3 separate regions of the Triticum aestivum genome follow, and all the other regions are linked to region 1. Evidence: chromatin contacts called from public Hi-C data. All regions are on one chromosome and are shown on one strand. The core of a region is the stretch at or near the end of the contact, and the rest is flanking DNA. Distances in the headings are between cores, read along the strand shown.

Region 1 (2,700 bases), core at 158-2,657:
AAATTGTCTGTTACCTTGTTCACATGATAATAGGATAAATCTCATGAATTTCACAATGAACGAGACTCTCACCTTCTGGAGGACATAGTCCATGGAATCAGTAAACACTGGCTTCCCATTTCTCTTTGCTCTTGCTGAGGAAAAATAAGGAGAGGGGGGCTCCTTACAGGCCGTTGCATCCTTCCTCTCCTCGTGGAGATTCTCAACATATGGAGACTCGTCCACTGGTTCCACACTGCATAGCTTTCTCTTGGCCCCAAAGATGCGACCATTTACAGCCTTCCCCTCCTTGGCCTCCTGCCCACCAATCTCCTTCTTGACCTCTGGCGTATTCTCCTTCTCCATCTCTGGCTTATTCTCATTCACAGCTTCCGGCTTCTTGTCAGTATCCGCTACAGCTTCCGGCTTCTCGTCAGTATCCGCTGCAGCACCCTCTGCCACTCCATCCTCAAGATGAACCCTAGGAGGCGTCGGCGACCGTCTTGCCCTGGGCAGCCGGCCACGGCACGTCGGGCGGGCCGGCAATGCCGGCGGCTCATCCTTGGGCCGCTCGTCGCGCTTCTTTATGGTCTCGAGCAAGGCCTCGAGGGAGCTCTTGGGAGCGGCCGGGACTGGCGCCATCACGGCGGCTGCAGAGAGCATCACCGCCGAGAAATCAACAGGCCACCGGACCAAACCAGTGAGCGCACGCAAGGGCTCACACGGCAATACGCCAAATCTTACAGCAGAGCGCCGTGGAGGCCAGGGACTTCTCCATTTCTCATCAAATCAGCGCCAACTCCAGGCGCATGAACCCCCCTGGCTCGGGAAGGGCCCGAAAGCGACACCCACCCAAACCCCGAATTACGCGACCAGGCACCAGGAGACCTCGAAATCCCCCCAAGAAAACTCTCGAAATCTCACGCTCCCTGCCCCGAAAACAGCGCCAATCTCAGGCGCCAAGGACAGATTTTGGCGGTGCCGCACCGAGGGACGGGGGGTGGAAAAGAACCCAGACTCCCCGCGATTTTTCAAGGGAGGAGGGGACGACGCGGCCAAGAAGCCTGGGCAGCGGCAAAAGCCGGCGACCTCTGGCGAAAGGAAAGGCGAAAAAACCCGAAACCAAAGCAAAGCCTGCTCCGAATCAAGGCACTAGCAGCGGCAGCGGCAGCAGAAATCGGCCAAGAAACGCATCAAAAGCGAGCAGCACCGGAGAGACAGGATGATTTCTCCCCCCACTCTCCTCCCACTCCCGAATCAGGAGGAAAACCCCAACAAAAAACGCAATTACTCCGCTCTCTCGCTATCTCCCTCTCTCCCCCCGCTCCCCTCGGGGCTTTTGTTTCGCTTCTCCCTCACAATTTCAAACCTCCGTCCCCTGCCTCTACCATGCCTCTCGTGTCTTTTTCCCCTTTGCTCTTGATCCGTTACTTAGGCCGCCGGCGAAAATATTTAGAGCGGAGAAAAGCGAATTACTGATGTGCCCCTGCGGGCAGCGCCGGACTGCGCCGGCCGGACGCTGGCACTCTCGTGGATACTGCGGGGACGGAGAGGCGGGGTGCGCGTGAGCTGTCTGTGGATTGGAGGCTCCGGTTTGGACCGTTGGATGCGGGCGGCTGCGCCCTCCGCTCCACGACTTCAGTTCGGGGTGGCGAAGTTACCCAACTGCCCCTGCAGATTAGTGGTCTCGCACCACCAACACAGGTCTGACTGCTTGTTTCCATTCCTGTGTTGACGACTTCTTTTGTGTTCTCATTAAAATACAAATACTATGATAAAGAAGTCCCCATTTAATTGTTTCCGATTTTTTTCGTGTTCATTAAAATGCAAGAAATCAATAAATGGATAAGTAGCTTCCATTTGGCCGGCCTTCTTTGTTTATACTCCAGGTTTTTTATTGAAGCATTTAGTTGTGGTGTTTGTGTAGTATTGTATGTTCCATGGAAAGAATCAAGGCAGCATTCTTTTATCATAAAAAAATTGATTGCGTTATGGTCAATAGGAGGTCGTGCATTACAATAAGCGGATACATTTTCTATCGGGCTCTCGCGTTTCCATGAACCTAGGTGGGTGCGCTTACTGGTGTAGTCTATGGATAACAATAATAATAAGTGGCTAGGCCTTAAGGTTTGTTGTCGATCGTCGCCTCAGCTCACTCATTTGCTTCGAGATCCATGAAGATTCGTTTTCTTTACTGAAAGCAACGATTTCGTCGAACCGCACTCGAGTAAAAAGGGCCAAATACGCTTCAACCGGGACAATGTGGGGCTGCACTAGCCCTGTGCAAGTATTTGGACCCAAGATAAGTAAAAGTGCCCGTGAATTGTTTGAGCCGTCGTGTATACTAGTACGATTTTTAAGAAAACTAGGAACTGTTCAATTGCTAAGAGAAAACTGTGCTACTAGAAGAGAGAGAGAAAAAATACTAGTAGGTGCGAGTACTTGATCCTGAGTTTATTTGACAGAGAATGTCCTGTGGCCCGTCCGTCCGGCGGCGATATTAATCGAGGCACGAGCGCCGGTCGTTTGCAACGAAATTCTATGGCCATCCAAGGACGCCTTCTTCGTCACATCACAAGTCCAACATTTACAGGGCGAGATCGCAAGTACTGCGTACGTACGTACGTTTTTACCTGCAACGCGAAAAGGAAACAGATCGATGGGAGGACTTGATCACACTGCAAAGTCGCGAGTTCCTCGTTAGTTATCCGGAAGCTTATC
Region 2 (2,897 bases), core at 122-2,621, 130 kb after region 1:
CGAACTGGGTGGCTCCAAGTGTCTGCGCCGTGTCCTCGCCTGCCGTTCCCGTCGAGGCGAGGCAGCCGGTGGTGGTGGCGAAGGGCTGATCGGGATGTGGCCTGGGTTCATTGACGTGGTCAGGTTTTCCTCTTCCTGGCGACGCACGCAGGGATGCTGCTACGTAGCAGTGCCGTCCTTTGGACCGCTGAAAAATTCAGGTCAGGAAACCGTTTCTTTTGGTTTGCTGTGACTTTGGTTGGGCCGACGACGTGGCGGCAGCGTGGCCGGCATGTTTGGCCCCAGGCGTTTGGAGCCTGGGGTTTGAGCCGTCGTTCTCTGTCTATGGTGCCGTGCATGCCCCTGGCCCGCGGATCATCGCGTCCAGAAAAATGGAGTGCCATCCCCCCCCAGGAAAGTGACGGTGTAGGAGTAGGACCAGTAGTAAATCGCTCGTTCAAGATGTTTCCGGTCGATTCGTGTAAGCTTTGATGTGTACTTGTGGCAGGGAAAGATATTCAGTTGCTGCGTGCTGGTAGTATTAACTCGTTGAGGACTACTAATTTACGTGCCTGTCACGGCAAAAAAGGCAGAGGAGCACAATAGCCTGCCTTTTTTCCTCGCCTGATCAATCAATTAAGACAGCAACGTGTGAGATGAACTGCTACAGAAAAGTACTATTCCCTTCGTCTCATAATATAAGAATGTTTTTGACACTAGTGTAGTCGTAGTGTCAAAAACGTTCTTATATTATGGGACGGAAGGAGTAGTGCTGTACAGTAGTACTCTATCAACGAAACATCTAGTCATGTGTTTGCTACAGTCACTAGGCCTCTTTTGGTTCATAGGATAGAATTATCGTAGGAATAGGAATCTTATAGGAAATGAGATGACATGTATCCCAAATTTTATGAGTAGGAATAGAAAACAAGATATCATTTAGTTGACACCAAAAGAATTTTTTCATTAAGTCTAGGCTCATTTTTATTTTCCTATAAAATGTGGAGGATAGGAACCAATTCTATGTAGGAATAGGAATCCATTCCTATGAATCAAAGGGGCTCTAAAGGAAAAAATCCTATAAGAATCCTATCCTCTCGAATCCTATCCTCTCGAATTTTTATGAACCAAACGAGGCCTAAACTGTTACGGTATCATCTTCCGCTTCGTGATCCATCCCGGGGTCCCGACTCCTGAGTCCTGACTCGACACCTGCGAAGTTTTTATTTTTTGAGGGGACCTGCGAAGTGGAGGCACGGGAGTAGATATTTGGGCTCAGTTTTGTTTTGAGGCAATTTGGGCTCAGTCGAGAGAGACGTGTCATGGGCCCGTGAGGTTTGCTAGCCGTCCTTCCAAAACTCATGGGCCTAGCTACCAGGCCTCACCAGGCCCGCTTTCTTTCGTCGCAATCGCAAAGATACAACTTCCGCCCCTGCCGAGACGGCGGCGGAGAGAGACACAACCGAGCCGACCAAAGCGCCCGGGGAAACCCTAGGACGAGGAGAAGGGCGCGCGCGCAGCCATGGCCAAGGGCCGCAACAAGAACAAGGCCAAGAATGGCGCCGGCGCCGCCGCCATGGACGCCTCCGAGGGCGCGCCCGCTGCGTCCACCGCAGCAGAAGCCCCACAACGTAGTTTTTCTTTTGAGCCTTTGTCTTTCTTCATCGATTTGTTGGTTTTCCACTTCCCTTGACCCTGATTTGTTCCGTGTTTTTCCCCTTTCGCAGCGATGGATACGTCCGAGGGGAAGCAGCCGTCCTCTTCATCGGCTGCCCTCAGTTCGATCAACAGGTGAGCAAAAGGATTACGCTGATTACTTTTTATTCCCACTATTTATTTGTTGGAATCAATTCCTCAGGGTCGAGGTCAATCTTTATGAGTTCACTGACTTGGGGGCTCCGGTCCAAAAAAAAAAACTGACTTGGGGGCAGTTTAAATTGGGGAATTTGAGTAACATCAGTAACATGTAATATGTCGGATGAGCTGAACACAGACTGATTAGTTTGACATTACCATTACGAAGAACACTGCATGAAGTTTATTGGATGATTCATACAGCGTTTCGTGTTTATGCATGAGGGCACACTTTTTTTGTAGAGCAGGCGCAAGCAAGCGATTGCACCTTCTTTTTCATTGAGGGAAGGAGGAAAATAGCTTGCAGAAGTTGAGCTGCTAGTGCCGAGATCAAAAGGTCCATGCTGGACCATAGATCGAGCAATGTTATAGCATAACAAATAACGCGAACACCCTAGCCACTCCTCGCAGCGCTGCATGCTACCAATAGTTGAAAGCCTGCACTACCACTCTGCTTAATCATTGATTTTGTTCGGCACCGCAGCATCGAGGGCATGATTGATTAGAATAATGTAAAACATGTGCTACTTTGAAGACATTGTCGAGCATTACCTCTCATTTGTATGTGTAATCGAGTTGGCGATAGATAGTTTCAGATGTTTCAACACATGTTTTATCTACTATGCACTCCACTAATGTTGTTGCTCTGGCTAACTAGGATGGTTTGTCTGAAAATTGTATTCTACTACCTCTGTATCAAAATATAAGACGTTTTTGCAGTTCAATTTAAACTGCAAAACGTCTTATATTTTGGTACGGAGGGAGTACCTTACTTGAATTGAGCATTTTTTGCTTACGAAATACTTGGTATAATGCGTACCATCGATTGCTTTTGCGCCCCTCATCTGGTTGCTGTAATTGTACTGGCCAAACTGCAAACATGCTATCTTGTGAGTTGTTCAAGTTACACCGCATTGTAATTTTTTGCATGGGAAAAGCTGTCGAGGGAAAAAAAAGTCGCTAGAGGTTAAAGTAATGCAAAAATAATAGGTGCTGACACTGACCATAGAGAGTTATTCGAACTTGCCTCTTAGCCCTGACCACATTTTGCGTTAATCCCTTAG
Region 3 (3,004 bases), core at 272-2,771, 140 kb before region 1:
TAACAACTTTATTATTGCCTCTAGGGCATATTTCCTTCAGTATCATCACCTCTCGACACAAATTATAACTTGAATTTATATTGGGCTTCCAGATGCAGACCGACACGAGTTCGAGTCCTTGTACATAAAGTTTTTTTTGCTCGTTTTTTGGCGAGACTGTTCCACAATTCTGCTAGTCGTGGGCTGGTCCACTAGGCGCTGCGGTGGGCGCCGGTTGGCTCCCGCGGCGCCGAAAGCACGGAACAGGAGCCCTCGGGACACAGACTATAGTATAGGTTGAATGAATATCGGGCTTCAAGATGCAGTCCGGCCCAACATTGCCGGTATGGATAGTCAGAGGAAAAAATGATGCCAATGCTATGCATACCCTACTGCGACACCGATTGTACCATCGCCTCTGGCGTTAGCCGGTCCCGACCCAAATAGAGGGAGAGCGTAGTGGTTTTAGGAATCTTTTGCATGTTTTCAGTTTTCTATGCTTTTATTTTGTTTGGTTTTATGTGTTTTTCTCTTTTTTGTGTTTCTTAACACATGTCTACTTTTTAATACATGTTGTACATTTTTTATTCAGGAGGAATTGTTTTGATACACATTGAACATTTTTCATATACATGATCTATAGTTTCTTAAGTACATGATTCGAAAAATATAATAGAGGTTGAACAATTTTAAATGCACGTTGAACATGTTTTTTTTACCAAAAAGGGTTTCCCCCACCTTATTTTATTAAAAAAAGAGGCCCAAGAGTACCAGACTGTTCACAACACTCGAGCTAAGCTTTAGAGTAGCCGAGCCAGATCCTCTCATTACGTAAGAGATTTTTTATATTGGCCATGTTTTTAATTGCATGAAACATTTTTTATGTTGTATAACCATTTAAAAAAATTATGAATATATTTTTGAAAACGGCAAGCATGTTTCTAAAATCTCACTAACCTGTGTTTTGAATGGTACAAAACATTTTATTGAATTATGCGAACTTTTTTTTACATTGTATATTTGCATTTAGAAAAAATCACAAACAATTTTTGAATTGTGTGAACATTTGTAATAGTGACGAATATGTTTTTATTAATAGTAATAACATTTTCAAAAACATTGTGCGAACGAATTTTTTACCTTGTGTTAACATTTTTTAAATGTGTGATGACACTTATAGAAAAAAAATGTAATTATTAAGTGTATATATATGCAGAATATATTTCAAAATATAAATAAAATAAAAAAGAAACAAATAGAAGAGGAATTTTTTGGAAAAAAAGGCAGACCTCAAGGTAAACATGTGGCCTAGTCTGGTTGGTGGTCCGGCCGTTTCTGCGCCGCTGCAGGCAATGTACCAGACTACCATCGGGGTCACTCTATAGGCGCACCGAGAAAATGCCTCGGCGCTGAGATAGATAACCTTGGGATAGGAACCCATCCGACGATCCGAGGTGGCAGCACCACGCCTCCACCGATCCAATGCAGCTCCCTGATTGGTCCAAACCAAATCCAGAAATCCTGCTTTCAAAAAAAAAATCCAGAAATCCTCCACCACCCCCACGTCTCCACAAAAACTTGTGCTACAAATACTTACACGTCGCCCCTCTCTAATTCCCACCACTCACTGAGAAGCACCCAGCAGCAACAGCCGGCTAGGCCACCGTACGGACCCCGGAGCAGCACACATGGCATCCACGATCATGGCCGCCGCCTCCCGCGCCGTTGTGGCCAAGACCCCGTTCCTCAGCGGCCAGGGCCGCGCCGCCAGCGCCACCCCCCTCCGCGACATCGCCGCCGCGGCCAACGGCAGAATCACCATGGTACGTGCCATGAACTAACCACCACGGAACTCGTCTGCAATGCTAGTATGTGCGCGTGCTAAGAGCTAACGATTGTCTGGTGTGCGCGCTCGCTCGCAGGGCAACGACTTGTGGTACGGCCCGGACCGCGTCAAGTACCTGGGCCCCTTCTCCGCGCAGACGCCGTCGTACCTGAACGGCGAGTTCCCCGGCGACTACGGCTGGGACACCGCCGGGCTTTCTGCCGACCCGGAGGCGTTCGCGAGGAACAGGGCGCTGGAGGTGATCCACGGGCGGTGGGCGATGCTTGGCGCTCTTGGGTGCGTCTTCCCCGAGGTGCTCCAGAAGTGGGTGGGCGTCGAGTTCAAGGAGCCCGTCTGGTTCAAGGCCGGCTCGCAGATCTTCTCCGAGGGTGGCCTCGATTACCTTGGGAACCCCAACCTCGTCCACGCGCAGAGCATCCTTGCCGTGCTCGGCTTCCAGGTCCTTCTCATGGGTCTCGTTGAAGGGTTCCGCATCAACGGTCTCGATGGCGTCGGCGAGGGCAACGACCTCTACCCCGGCGGCCAGTACTTCGACCCGCTCGGCCTTGCCGACGACCCTGTCACCTTCGCTGAGCTTAAGGTGAAGGAGATCAAGAATGGCCGTCTCGCCATGTTCTCTATGTTTGGGTTCTTCGTCCAAGCTATCGTCACCGGTAAGGGCCCATTGGAGAACCTGTTCGACCACCTCGACGACCCTGTCGCCAACAATGCATGGGTTTTCGCTACCAAGTTTGCGCCTGGATCTTAGGCTGGCCGACGCGCCATGGTGGCATGCCATTGTAAAGTGTAAACTACTCCCATGTGTGTGCAAATAGCAACGAATGGTCGATGTGATCTCGAAATTTGGAGGATTTTTTGGTTCACTTTCTGATGTGTGTCGCTTATATGTTGCGATGTGCTTAGCTCGTTTTTGGTGGTTACATTTTGTCAAGGGAAGATGGTGGCGTAACTGATTAGACTAACTATGATGTGAAGCTTGTACCAAAAGTAACAACATCAGGGGTTCTTCCCAACTGCACGAAGGATTAAATGTCACACACATGCATCACTAATCCTATTGCTAGACCCAAAGGCCACAGAATTTCACGCCTCCACATGCTAAAGAGATCCAACGGCAGTGGCAGACCATGAACAAAATGAAGGGTGTGCACGCTCTAGATTTCTTTTAATCCAATTGTC

Evidence for each region. A called contact is a pair of places that touch in the nucleus more often than the background predicts.
Region 2: a contact with region 1 is called in a Hi-C map of leaf, with 9 times the contacts expected there. The contact joins the promoter of LOC123188260 here to the promoter of LOC543045 in region 1. A contact is called at or near these places in 4 of 5 Hi-C or Micro-C datasets (leaf and an unstated tissue) and 1 of 1 datasets of contacts at active chromatin or transcription factors (leaf).
Region 3: a Hi-C map of leaf shows a contact between it and region 1, with 9 times the contacts expected there. The contact joins the promoter of LOC123188262 here to the promoter of LOC543045 in region 1. A contact is called at or near these places in 2 of 5 Hi-C or Micro-C datasets (both in leaf).

Annotation. Positions count from the first base shown.
Region 1 is chr2A:186,753,893-186,756,592 of IWGSC CS RefSeq v2.1, reverse strand. It overlaps LOC543045 (myosin-3), which reads right to left and starts at 1,407. Exons shown (of 24, transcript XM_044600310.1): 1 at 73-1,407. The coding sequence starts at 642.
Region 2 is chr2A:186,624,669-186,627,565 of IWGSC CS RefSeq v2.1, reverse strand. LOC123188260 reads left to right here and starts at 1,371. Exons shown (of 3, transcript XM_044600309.1): 1 at 1,371-1,610; 2 at 1,707-1,770. The coding sequence starts at 1,502.
Region 3 is chr2A:186,897,867-186,900,870 of IWGSC CS RefSeq v2.1, reverse strand. LOC123188262 (chlorophyll a-b binding protein of LHCII type III, chloroplastic) reads left to right here and starts at 1,521. Exons shown (of 2, transcript XM_044600311.1): 1 at 1,521-1,802; 2 at 1,902-2,688. The coding sequence starts at 1,668. The coding sequence ends at 2,573.